Regions from separate parts of the Mus musculus genome. Here regions 1, 2 and 3 are each linked to region 4. The links are chromatin contacts, called in public HiChIP or PLAC-seq and promoter capture Hi-C maps. All regions are on one chromosome and are shown on one strand. Each heading gives the region's core, a stretch centred on a gene start, on an enhancer-like site or on the middle of the called end of the contact. The rest is flanking DNA. Distances are from core to core; before and after follow the strand shown. Region 1 holds the start of Pklr (pyruvate kinase liver and red blood cell). Region 2 holds the start of Efna1 (ephrin A1). Region 3 holds the start of Muc1 (mucin 1, transmembrane). Region 4 holds the start of Pmf1 (polyamine-modulated factor 1).

Region 1 (2,804 bases), core at 162-2,661, 730 kb after region 4:
CTCTTTCCTCTGCTGCCCCTGCTGCCCCTGCTGCCCCTGCAGCCCCTGCTGGTGCCTTCTCATCCTTAATAGCTTAAGCATAATCACATTAAAGAAAGCCTCATCTTATTTAAGAGGTGCCTAAGATACACCACTGTCCCACCCGGCCACCCTGCCCAGTCCTATGATCCATGCCTGACACCCCTTACCCAGTTTAAAGTATTTATTTATTTGCTAGTAGTCTGTCATTTCCCCACACACACTATATTAAAACCCATGGAGGGCGAAGGTTCCATCTTTCTATCTGCTTGACTCCCACTGTATCCTCCAGGGTTGTCACTGGCCATTGTCATTGTCATAGTGTCATGGAAGCCTTCCTAGAGAATCCCACTGTTCTAGCAACTTTGCTGAACTTGTAAAGTCACCCAAGAATGGGGTCAAGAGAATCCCCAGTCTAGGGTCATCTGGGATATGGAAAAAAAGTAAGTGCCAGGTGGCCCGTCTGTTGGTTGGGGTAGTTATAGGGAATTTTGACAGCAGGACTGCAGCTTATGCTCATGGTGGTCAGCAAGGCAAGGTCACTCTCCCTGGTGCCTTGGTAAAAAGTGAGTTGGGTGCGATGTCCCCACGATGGCTGAAGAACTCCCCTGTGCTCAGGCTTCCTGTGTTTACTAATATGGTTCGTCAACATCAATCTAAACAAGTTTATCAATTAGTGCCTAGAACTGTTTATAGTTTCATCTTTGGATTCACAGAGGAACAGATGCGAGAAACTGAGATACCCTCTAACGTCTATCAAAGGGTTCCCCTCTGCCAGGTGGTGGTGGCGCACGCCTTTAATCCCAGCACTTGGGAGGCAGAGGCAAGCAGATTTCTGCGTTCGAGGCCAGCCTGGTCTACACAGAGAAACCCTGTCTAGAAGAGAAAAGGAAAGGAAAGGAAAGGGAAGGGAAGGGAAGGGAAGGGAAGGGAAGGGAAGGGAAGGGAAGGGAAGGGAAGGGAAGGGAAGGGAAGAGAAGAGAAGAGAAGAGAAGAGAAGAGAAGAGAAGAGAAGAGAAGAGAAGAGAAGAGAAGAGAAGAGAAGAGAAGAGAAAAAAAAGTTCCTCCCTCTTTTCCACAATCTAGTCCCCACATTCAAGCTCTTGCTCTGAGAATATACCTAAGATTCTTGTCAATAAAATACAAAGAGAAAAGGATTGTATCACTGGCGATGAACTAGTCTCTATTGAAGCTGATGGACTGACAGTATGAATGGACTAAAAATTGACCAGGAAAAACGGATGACCTAGGGGAAGGGAAGATGTGGGGACTGACAACCGACAGCCCTCCAGAAGGGACTCTGTGTGGGGATGGGGCTGCCTACTGGGTGTGCCTCTTTTCTATTCTCTGGCTCCTGCAGATAAGACCAGCAGTTAGGGTACACTCTCCTCCCAGTCTGTGGTTCTTGCAGCCCCAGTCCCACACTTTGGAAGCATGTCTGTCCAAGAGAACGAGCTACCCCAGCAGCTCTGGCCCTGGATCTTTAAGTCCCAAAAAGACTTAGCAAAGTCTGCTTTAAGTGGGGCTCCAGGAGGTAAGAAGAGGAAGGGAAGCCACTGAACAGAGAGGAGAATTAGGGTAGAATCAGTGTTGGGGGTGGAGGCCTTGGGGGAAGGATGCCCACTACAGCCTCTGTTAAATTTGATTTGAGCCTTTGATCCAGGCTCTGCAGACAGGCCAAAGGGGATCCGGCAGCATGGACGCCACGGGGCACTCCCGTGGTTCCTGGACTCTGGCCCCCAGTGTACAAGGCTTCCATTGGCAAGAGAGATGCTAGCTGGTTATACTTTAACCAGGACTGATCTCGTCTGTGCCAGGCCCCATCCCACTGACAAAGGCAGAGTATAAAGCAGACCCACAGACACAGCAGGTACGCAGCAGTATGGAAGGTGCTCTACTGAGCCGGGCTGGGTCAAGCTACGGGGGTTTCCCCCACAAGGGGGCAGGCAGGGGATAGAGCCGCACTGTATAGATGGAGGGAACTTGGAGGGGAGGGAAGTGGGGAAGCCAGAGAGTTGCCTGGAGCTAGAAGGAAGTAAACAAGGAAAAGTAACAGAGAGATTCCAGGCCTAGAGAATGAGATGCCTTGAGACTTGAGGGAGGCTTCTGGGGGTGCTGAGGCTGAGTGGTCTGCTGGGGGGCGGGGTGGGGGAGGGTCTCGGTAACTGGGTCCGTAAGGACTCAGCTTTGAGCTAGACCTAGATTTGAATCATCTTCCTTGGAAGATGCCCTTTTCTTAGACAGTGCATTTTCTCTCTCCGTCTTTTTCCTTCCTTGTAAAGTTGGGAAAGAGCACATCTAACAGCCTGCTCCATAGAACCCTGGAGACTAAACAAAGTAATGTGTGACACTCAGATTGAAGGAAGGCCTCCTCACACAGACCGGAGGGCTGAATAGACACAGGGTGCACTGGCAGGAAGCACATGGGGGATAGGCGATTGTCTGTGCAGGATCCTGAGTCCCCATCTACCGCAGGGCCAGCAGGATACCTGAGACGTGCCAGTGTGGCCCAGCTGACCCAGGAGCTGGGCACTGCCTTCTTCCAGCAGCAGCAACTGCCCGCAGCTATGGCGGACACCTTCCTGGAACACCTCTGCCTTCTGGATATCGACTCAGAGCCTGTGGCCGCTAGGAGCACCAGCATCATTGCCACCATCGGTAAGACCACCCAACCCTGGGCCGCCACACTGGGCCGCCTGCATGACTCTGGTGTCTCCTTACTGTGCTATCTTTGCCATGGTCATTCATTCAACAAATATTTGTGAGATTTGCAGGTGTTGTTGTTG
Region 2 (2,894 bases), core at 239-2,738, 870 kb after region 4:
GTGGTGGAGTAGACAGGGAGGGGGGCAAGGAAGAGGCTCCTTCCTGAAAGAGAGGAAACCTGGGAGCTTGGGAACGGAAAAGGCCAGGGTTCCCCCCTCCCTACTCATGACTTCCCGTCCCCTCCTCCTCCTTCAGCCGACACCTGGCATGGGCATAAACAGGGACTTTGCTCTTTCCCACTACTAGGGCAGGACTAGGTCAGGAAGGCAAGGGGCAGGCGCAAGGGCAGGCGCAAGGGCTGGTGGGGCGCAGCAGCACTCCAGGGCCAGGAAGACAGTGCCTTTAGGGTGGCAGCTGGCTCTATCTTGCCCTCCGACATGCCCTAGACAACAGACCCTCAATAGGCAGTGCCAGAGGAAACTGGCCCAGCATCTCTCTCAGGGGAAGGGGAGGCAGGCTCACTGGATCTGGGAGGGAGGGGTTTAGTGGCATTCTGTGGCCTCGACTTCTCACCTCTTCTTGTTCCACCATATCCCCCTCTTAGGTTTGGCCCTAACACTCTTCTCATAACTTGAAGAAACTCAAGGGCAAGAACAAAGGGCCCGACAGTGTCTTCCTCTCAATACCATTTGCTTCATAGCCCTAAAACCTGCTCCGGAGAAATTACCTCCTTCCTGTTACAGCCTTTGTAGCCCTGTGAAGCCCCACTCTGCTCCTCCCCAAGCTTCCCAGCGACACTCCTCTTACCAGTCCCTTAGTGTGACCACCTCAGCCACTCCCTCGGTCGACCCATACACAGCATGTGCCTAATTTATGCCCCCCCCAACCTTGGAGGCACTCTTCAGGGTCATCTTAAACACAGAATGAATATCTAATGCCCAAAACCTAGATTCCTACGGAGGTTCTTTCCAAGGCTCCCTGAGCGCTGTGCTTACTCTTGACGTCCATAGGTGCCTGTTAGTATACAAACGCCCAAGTGGCACACAAAAATGAGAGTGCACAGAAGTTTCATGGGGGGACTTAGAGAGCCCCGGAGGCCAGGGCCAACGTTCCAATTCTCAAGGCAGGAGTGCCCAGCAGGAGAGCCTTACTTTAGAGTGATGAGATGCCAGAGGGCAGAAAGAGAGGGCTGAAACAGCCAGCGCCTGTGCGAGCAGGCATGAGCAGGTTTCTGCCCTGGTCGGCTGTTGCCAGGTAGTAAGGGGAGATACAGACGGAGGTGGGGAGCTATAGAGTCCAACCCATCCCTGGCCACCTCTCCTAGGCGCAGGCCAGGGGTTGGCAGGGACAGTTACCCTGCGAAAGGCCATTGCCAACCCGGCACCCAGGCTGCCAGGGAGTCTCAGGGCTTACTTGGGATTTGAACTGTTCCAGAAGACGATGTGGCGGTCAGCAGCGGCCAGACTGCAGCACAGACCCAAGAGAGGGGCCCAAAGGAACTCCATAGCGCGGGGCCGGGCCGAGCCAGGCCAGGACGAGAGCTCTGCAGTGTAAGGTTCCCACAGGCTTCTCCACGGTACAGTAGGCACCACGATCACAAATCTGGCCTCTTCGCTGCTCGACTCCGCCTTTTGGGCTGGCGCCGCCAACACCAGCCCCGCCCTCGCCCCGCCCGACGCGCGCTGCCCCAGGGCTTGATGGCTACGTTGGAGGTGGAGGAAGGGAAAAAGACTCTGGGAGGAAGGACTCCCATATCTCAGCGACGGAGAGCGCTCCGGGGTCTGCACAGATCCTCCCATAGCTGTGTGTGCTCACTTACGGGTGTGGGGGTGGGGGTGTCTATGTGAGGCTCTGTTGGCTTTGTGGGACTGAAAGCCATAGCAAGCTGGAAAAATGGAAGAACTTATACGTGTGGGTCTGGGAACCAGTGGCTTCAGGACTTGGCTTTGCAGCGCGGGGCGCCAATCTTGTCAGGGTGTGAGGTGGGGGGATATAACCACACCTTTCCTGAGATTCACACCCAGGCCCGCGCACTCGCCTTCTCACACTCTCTCGTGACCCCCTCCTCCCCCCGCCCCCCCAGCAACACTCCCCCATGCCTTGACTCTGGCTTGGCTGCCCCTCCCCACACAGACGCGGCTGTTTGTTTTTGTTGGGTTTGTCAATGTTGTCTTTGTTCAAGAGATTGTGTCATCGCTTAGATGCCGGGAATAAAGTGCGACGTTGTGTGTGATCGAGCGTGTAACGTGTGCGGCCAGGGCTAAGGGCTACTCAGTCCATCAGTACTTTATGCGAGAACTCATAGTTGGGCTCAGGGGCTGTAGGGGGGGATGTTCCTAATATTTTCAATAGCGCCAACGTACGCTAATGACCTGTTTATACATTTCACGTGTGTCTTGAGCGAATGCGCGCTTGCAGATGGAATGTGGGAATATGGTCATGAAGAGTGACAAACTAACCGACCTGACACATGTACATATGGCGTGTGTAAATGCGTGTGATGGCGGGTAGGTGTAAAGACACTTGTGTGTGGAAGCGTGTGAAACGCCTGACATACATATGCTAATGTTTGTGAACAGTGTGTGAAGAAGAGGAGAAACGTGTTTGGGCGTGCAGCGGGGGTGGATTGGAGTGGGGGGTAGTTTGGGCGGCTGTGTTTGACTGAGTCTGACTTGGGTCTTCCAGTCGGTGGGCTCTCAGTACCAGGCTCAGAACCCCTCCCCCTCTCCATGTAAACAACCCTGCAGGAATTCACCTCTCGAATCAGCAGCTGTCTGGAGAGGGGTTGGCGGCGTCTGCGCCTGAGATGGAGCTGGCGGGCAGGTGTTTGATTAGGCTCGAGTGCATTCTTGGAGCCGTAAAGTCAAAAGCTGAGTGCTTGGTAGTTTGCGTGTGTGGCGGTGAGCCCGTGTGCGTTGCAGGGTGTGATGGGCGGGGGTTTCTGTCCCTGGTCTCTCTTCTTTGCGGCTGCGCATCAGGGCAAGGCGCGGACCCGGGGCTCTTTGCAGGGTCC
Region 3 (2,925 bases), core at 409-2,908, 820 kb after region 4:
GCGCGCTTGCTCTTTAAATACTCAGACTGAGAGGCGCAGAGCCATCGCCATGGTGACGGGTGTCCCAGCAACCGAATTGAATGGCTGTTGCCTGGCAATCCTGGGAGTTGGGGTTTGGTGCCGCCCACCTAAATACTTGTGGGCGAACTGACGTAGGGCGGCTCCACTCCGCCCGGAGCAGGCCTGACAAAGCCTCTCAGAGGCGGGACACACGGCGGGAGCGTGGGACCCACGCCTCCGTTCCTGCACCTCCGAAATGTTTTTAAAGTATTAGTTTCCGTCTTGTATTCGTTGGGACTAAGAACTGTTTGCCTACTACAGTTGTAACTGCTCCTGCTGGTTTACTCCGCAACCTCCGCTTGCGGGATCCGGCCTGGCATCCTCAGTCCGCGCTACTGTGAACCCAAAGCCCTCCCCAAATTCAACTGTTTCTGCCCTTCAGAACACCTTTCGTTTCTCCCTAAACACACACACAAACACACGGGTTTGCCTTGTTTCGAGTGCTTGTTCGCCCCAAATATTCCTTTCCCAGATACATCTCAACGTTCTCATGTTCCACGATCGGCCCACCTACTTAATCTCTTCCTCCTCAATATCTAGCTACCTAGACATAACCCGTCCTACACCCCACCCCCCACCATTCAATGTCATCACACAACTTGATGCCCCCCCTTCCAGATACCTTGGGGCTCCAACCACTTTTACCCTACCCGCAAACACCATCCCCAGAAGTCTAGTAGCCCAATTAATGACCCTTGCTTCTCCCCTACAGTGTGCATTCTTTCCTATCTGTCCGAGGCATTGATTCTTTTCGCCAAGGCACAATTAACTTCCTTAAGTTAATCTGTCTCAACTTGGGCTGTGCTGCCAAACTATCGGCTGGTGCGAGTACGCCGCGCGACGCTCGCGGTGACCACTAGAGGGCAGGCGTTTCCGGATAGAAGGGCCGGTCAACCTGCCACTCAAGGTGGAGGGTTGGGTAGGAAGGACCTTAGGCTTCAGTGGAGCCCAAGTTTAGTCCTTTTTAAGTGGAAATTTCCCCCACCGCCTTTCTCGGGAGAAAGCCAAAGAGAGACCCAGGCTACTGGAAAGTCTGGCAGGGGCGGGGATTGTGGTTTTCAGAGTACCGGGAACGGCTAGAAGGGCGGGGCTGTTCCGGGAAGTGGCGGGGGGGGGGGGGGTTCGGGGAGGGAGACTAAAACTAGCGACCTGTCCACTATTATCCAGCCCCCTTATGTCCTCTCAACTTGTGAGAAGTGGTGTTCAAGGACCCGCAGAGAGAATAGGAAAAGGGATCGGGGGACCTAGGGATGGACTTCCCATGTCTTGCTGTCCAGGGCCTTTCTGTGTTTCCTTTCCTCTTCTTGGCGGTCACTCTGGGACTAAAACCAGAGCCAGGGGGCCCCAGGTTTCCTCCACATACACACCTGGGGTAGTCAAGGAGCGGTTGGTAAAAGTGGGAGGCCAGATGGAGAAAAAACAGGTTGTCATAAGGTTGAGTGATTGGAGCCCAAGTACCCTACACAGGAATGACTGGGGGGGAGGAGGAGGAAAAGAATAGGGGAGGGGGCGGAGTTTTGTTACCTGTCACCTGCTCTGACTGTGCCTAGGGCGGGAGGGGGACTGGTATAAAGCAGCAGGCACCAGCCCTGTTCCACCTCACACACGGAGCGCCAGCCTTGAGTTTGTTTTCTAGCCCCTTCCCGCCTGTTCACCACCACCATGACCCCGGGCATTCGGGCTCCTTTCTTCCTGCTGCTACTTCTAGCAAGTCTAAAAGGTGAGAGGCGCAAGGTGGGGAGGGGCTGCGCTGTTCAGGTGGGACTCCCAGTCTTTCTGTGGAGTTTGCTTACTGGTAGATTATGAGAGTCATAAATGGCCATCCATACAGGTATGGCCCAGTATGTGCCAGGGGGGAAAAGAGGCTAAGGAAGGAGGCTGAGAAGAGGTGACCCCTCAGGAGAGTGGGCACTATAGTAGGCAAATAATACTCTTTGTGGGGAGTAGAGAAGAGAGGCTGTGTCAGGAGAAGTAGCTCCGGAGTGGAAGAATGGGGCCGTGTGCAGTGGTTCCAGTCTATAGTTCCCACACCCTGGACGCTCAGGTTCACAGAGAGTTCAAGGCCAGCTTAGGCTACAGTATGAATACTTGTCTCAAGTAGAGGAATAAATGAGCCAGAAGCAGAGGTGAGACCTCTGCTTAGGGAGGGAGGCTGTCAGGATGAAGGCAAACCAGGGGCTACCTGATGCTAACATGATCCCCCTTCCTTCCCCGGTTACTTTGTTTTCAGAGTTTATATTTTTCTTCTTGCTCTGATTTTTATTCATCAACCCAGTAGGTTTTTTTTTTGTTGTTGTTGTTGTTTTGTTTTTTTTTTCTTCAACTTTGGCTCTAGCCGGAACTAAAACATCACACATGTTATCCAAAGCGACCCAGTGTCCAACTCTGTTGATTAGTGCTGCGCTGCTGTGAGCATAAAAACAGTTTACCCCTAATCTTCCACTCTGGTTCAGGTTTTCTTGCCCTTCCAAGTGAGGAAAACAGTGTCACCTCATCTCAGGACACCAGCAGTTCCTTAGCATCGACTACCACTCCAGTCCACAGCAGCAACTCAGACCCAGCCACCAGACCTCCAGGGGACTCCACCAGCTCTCCAGTCCAGAGTAGCACCTCTTCTCCAGCCACCAGAGCTCCTGAAGACTCTACCAGTACTGCAGTCCTCAGTGGCACCTCCTCCCCAGCCACCACAGCTCCAGTGAACTCCGCCAGCTCTCCAGTAGCCCATGGTGACACCTCTTCCCCAGCCACTAGCCTTTCAAAAGACTCCAACAGCTCTCCAGTAGTCCACAGTGGCACCTCTTCAGCTCCGGCCACCACAGCTCCAGTGGATTCCACCAGCTCTCCAGTAGTCCACGGTGGTACCTC
Region 4 (2,788 bases), core at 252-2,751:
CCTGGGCTCCACTAATACCACCAACCCAGTCTCTTCTGGCAGGTTCAAATGTCACAAGACACAGAAAAGGAATCCCTTGCTTGCTGCAGCTAAAGAGAAAGACTGTTTCAGAAGGTCCAGGAGACTGCCAGGACCAAAAAAAAAAAGATTTCGCTTTTGGAGAGACAAGGCAGGGGAGTGCAGATAGCAGGGCCATGTGCGACTGCATCTTTATATTGTGAAACCTAAGATTGGCACTTCTGGCAGTTGGGCCTTAGCCAGGCCAACGAAAAGGACAGCAGGGCAAGAATTTGAGGTCCACCTGAAGCCAGCATGTCCAGTCTTCCTCTAGTCACTGTGGAAGTCACTAGAGCTCTGCTGGCTGGAGCGGGAAGGCATGGGAGGTGGCGAGCACTGAGCCTATAGTCTTTTTTTTTTGAGACAAGGTTTCTCTGTAGCCCTGGCTGTCCTGGAACTCACTCTGTAGACCAGGCTGGCCTCAAATTCAGAAATCCGCCTGCCTCTCCCTCCCAAGTGCTGGGGTTAAAGGCTTGCGCCACCACTGCCCGGCTAACATTCCTTTTTTTAAAATGTTAATTTGATTCGGTCATGTTTATGTCTAGGTATTTTGCCTGCACGTATGTATTTGCACCATGTACATGCTTAATGCCCACCAGAATAGTGTCAGATCCCCTGGAAGTGGAGTTACAAGTGGGTGTGAACCACCATGTAGGTGCGCTGCAAGATCTGCAAGATCAACGAGTGCTCTTACCACTGAGCCCAGGACATTCCTGGTTATGAGGCCTGGCACACCAGCCTGTAAGGACAGCCACTCATTTCTGAGTTCGAGACCAGCTTGGTCTACAGAGTGAGTTCCAGGACAGCCAGGGCTACAGAGAAATCCTTTCTCAAAAAAAAAAAAAAAAAAAGACTGCAAGCTCAGTGCTTGCCACCTCCCGCGCGCTCCAGCCAGCAGAGCTCTGCGCTCATCTGGCGCCCTGGCGCGTTAGGTCTACGTAAGCAGATGACCTCTGGGGAAGGACGTCGGCTGCCCTAAGGCTGCCGCGGGCCCCAGGCTGCTGCCTTGCGGGACGGTGGAGAAGACAGCAACTGCAATCCGACCTTCCCTCTACTCCTCCGCAAACCGCGGCGAGAGGTTTCAGGGGAGCAGCCCTGCTCCACCGCGGCGGGTCGCCCACGTGACTGCGCCAAGCGTATCTCGCGGGACTTACGATCCTGCGACAGACCTCCCGCCACCTCTCCCCATTGGTCGCCACCTACCTCCTGTCGGCGACTAGCTTCTGGAGGAAAGTGTCTACTATGGCGTCCAGGAGTTTCACCCTGGGGATGGTCGCGTCCCCTGGCACAGCTTCCGGAGAGGAGCCCTCAGGCCCCCTTTCCGCAGCCTCGCTATCTCGGCTCACCTCAGCCATGTTGAAATTGAACCGCCAAAATAAACTGGCCCTGCAGCTCCTCCCAACAGGACCTCCGATTGGAGGCCGCGGAATGCCCGTCACGGAGCCGGATGGGGCGGGGCAGTGGCCGAGGACGAGGAATTAGTTCTCAGCTCCGGGGGGAGGGAGGGGGGGAAGGGCAGAAAACAAAACCCAAAAGCCAGAGTTTAGGGGCTCAATAAAAACTTTTAATTACATTTCAAAGATCTCATACAGTGCAACAGTGAATATTCGCAGCTAATCTCCTCGAGTCCATTTCTAGCTAATGCTGAATGTGCATTCTTTCCCATGTGCCTCTATCCAGCCCTCCTGTCTTGCCGAGTTTCTAATTTGTGTGTTGACCAATGGGTCAACATTTCTAGCTGTTTTGGTCTCCAGTTTTGGAAAAATGGCCGCCCACTGGCTCATCTTCACCAAGGCCAATCCCAGACCCTGACCTTGGGAGAGTAGGAGTTCCGACACGGGGGTGCCTTTTACCTTTATATCCAAGGTCCTTTCAAACACAAGGGGAAAGAAGGAAAGGGAGATAGGACAAGAAAGGGAGAGGCTTAAACACCGGACAAGAAAAGTCGGGAAGGAGTAACCTAAGGTATGAAAGGTGGGAGGAACCTATGTCCACACTCTGCCCCGTTAGGAAAGACCAAAGAGCAGAGCTGTCCAATCACAAAGGTCTTGATAGTGAAAGCCTGAGAGGGGCCCTTGCTCCACTGTATTGATAGGTCTTAAGGTAGAGGTGAGGAGCGAAAGGATTTAAAATGATCTGTGGGCTTCACCCTTCAGATGACTATGGGCAAGATTGAAGGGCTCTCTCAATAAAGTGCAGGAAGTGGGGCCTGGCGGCGTCCTGTAAACCTGGAACTTAGGAGGTGGAGGAAGATGAAGAGTTCTAGGCTACCCTCTGCTACATAATGAATTCAAACCCAGCCTGGGATATATGAGACCCTGTCTCAAAAAACAAACCAAAATGCTGAGACATTAGTAGAGGGCTCAGAAGGAAACAAATACAGACTACAGCGAGTAGTAGGAGGTGTGTGTGTGGAGACTGGGTCAAGTCAGGATGGAAGAATGTGGAGCAGCCGTGAGAAACATGAAGGCTTCAGTTAGCACCTTCCAATTTGGCACCATGGCATTTCCCAAGCATCTCCCAGGCTGAAGAGCAAGATCTGCCTGCTTTCTTCCCTCCCATTCCTGGATGTGCCTCTCTGCCACCAACACAGGCTCAGTAGAGGCAGGGAAGAGGGACGCTCCTGAGGAAAGCATCAATGGTTTTGGCAGTAAGAGGCTGGTAACCAGGTGGACCTGGCCTTGGGTGCCTTCCTGACTGTATTTTTTTTTTTTTTCTGTTGCCAGCACAG

The links. Promoter capture Hi-C pulls out the DNA fragments that hold promoters and counts their contacts. HiChIP or PLAC-seq counts read pairs in DNA pulled down with a chosen protein or histone mark.
Region 1: a contact with region 4 is called in a promoter capture Hi-C map of liver, with 3 times the contacts expected there. The contact joins the promoter of Pklr here to the promoter of Pmf1 in region 4. A contact is called at or near these places in 2 of 39 promoter capture datasets (both in liver).
Region 2: a contact with region 4 is called in a FOXA1 HiChIP or PLAC-seq map of pancreatic cancer cells. The contact joins the promoter of Efna1 here to the promoter of Pmf1 in region 4. A contact is called at or near these places in 2 of 39 promoter capture datasets (both in liver) and 1 of 115 datasets of contacts at active chromatin or transcription factors (pancreatic cancer cells).
Region 3: an H3K27ac HiChIP or PLAC-seq map of microglia shows a contact between it and region 4, with 4 times the contacts expected there. The contact joins the promoter of Muc1 here to the promoter of Pmf1 in region 4. A contact is called at or near these places in 3 of 39 promoter capture datasets (the SN4741 cell line and liver), 1 of 115 datasets of contacts at active chromatin or transcription factors (microglia) and 1 of 9 other capture datasets (liver).

What each region holds. Positions count from the first base shown.
Region 1 is chr3:89,134,731-89,137,534 of GRCm38.p6, forward strand. It overlaps Pklr (pyruvate kinase liver and red blood cell), which reads left to right and starts at 1,412. Exons shown (of 11, transcript NM_013631.2): 1 at 1,412-1,552; 2 at 2,494-2,676. The coding sequence starts at 1,453.
Region 2 is chr3:89,278,157-89,281,050 of GRCm38.p6, forward strand. Efna1 (ephrin A1) reads right to left here and starts at 1,489. Exons shown (of 5, transcript NM_010107.4): 1 at 1,295-1,489. The coding sequence starts at 1,386.
Region 3 is chr3:89,227,398-89,230,322 of GRCm38.p6, forward strand. It overlaps Muc1 (mucin 1, transmembrane), which reads left to right and starts at 1,659. Exons shown (of 7, transcript NM_013605.2): 1 at 1,659-1,780; 2 at 2,514-2,925. The coding sequence starts at 1,723.
Region 4 is chr3:88,408,896-88,411,683 of GRCm38.p6, forward strand. It overlaps Pmf1 (polyamine-modulated factor 1), which reads right to left and starts at 1,502. Exons shown (of 5, transcript NM_025928.4): 1 at 1,261-1,502. The coding sequence starts at 1,412. It overlaps Slc25a44 (solute carrier family 25, member 44), which reads right to left. Exons shown (of 4, transcript NM_178696.5): 4 at 1,599-2,788.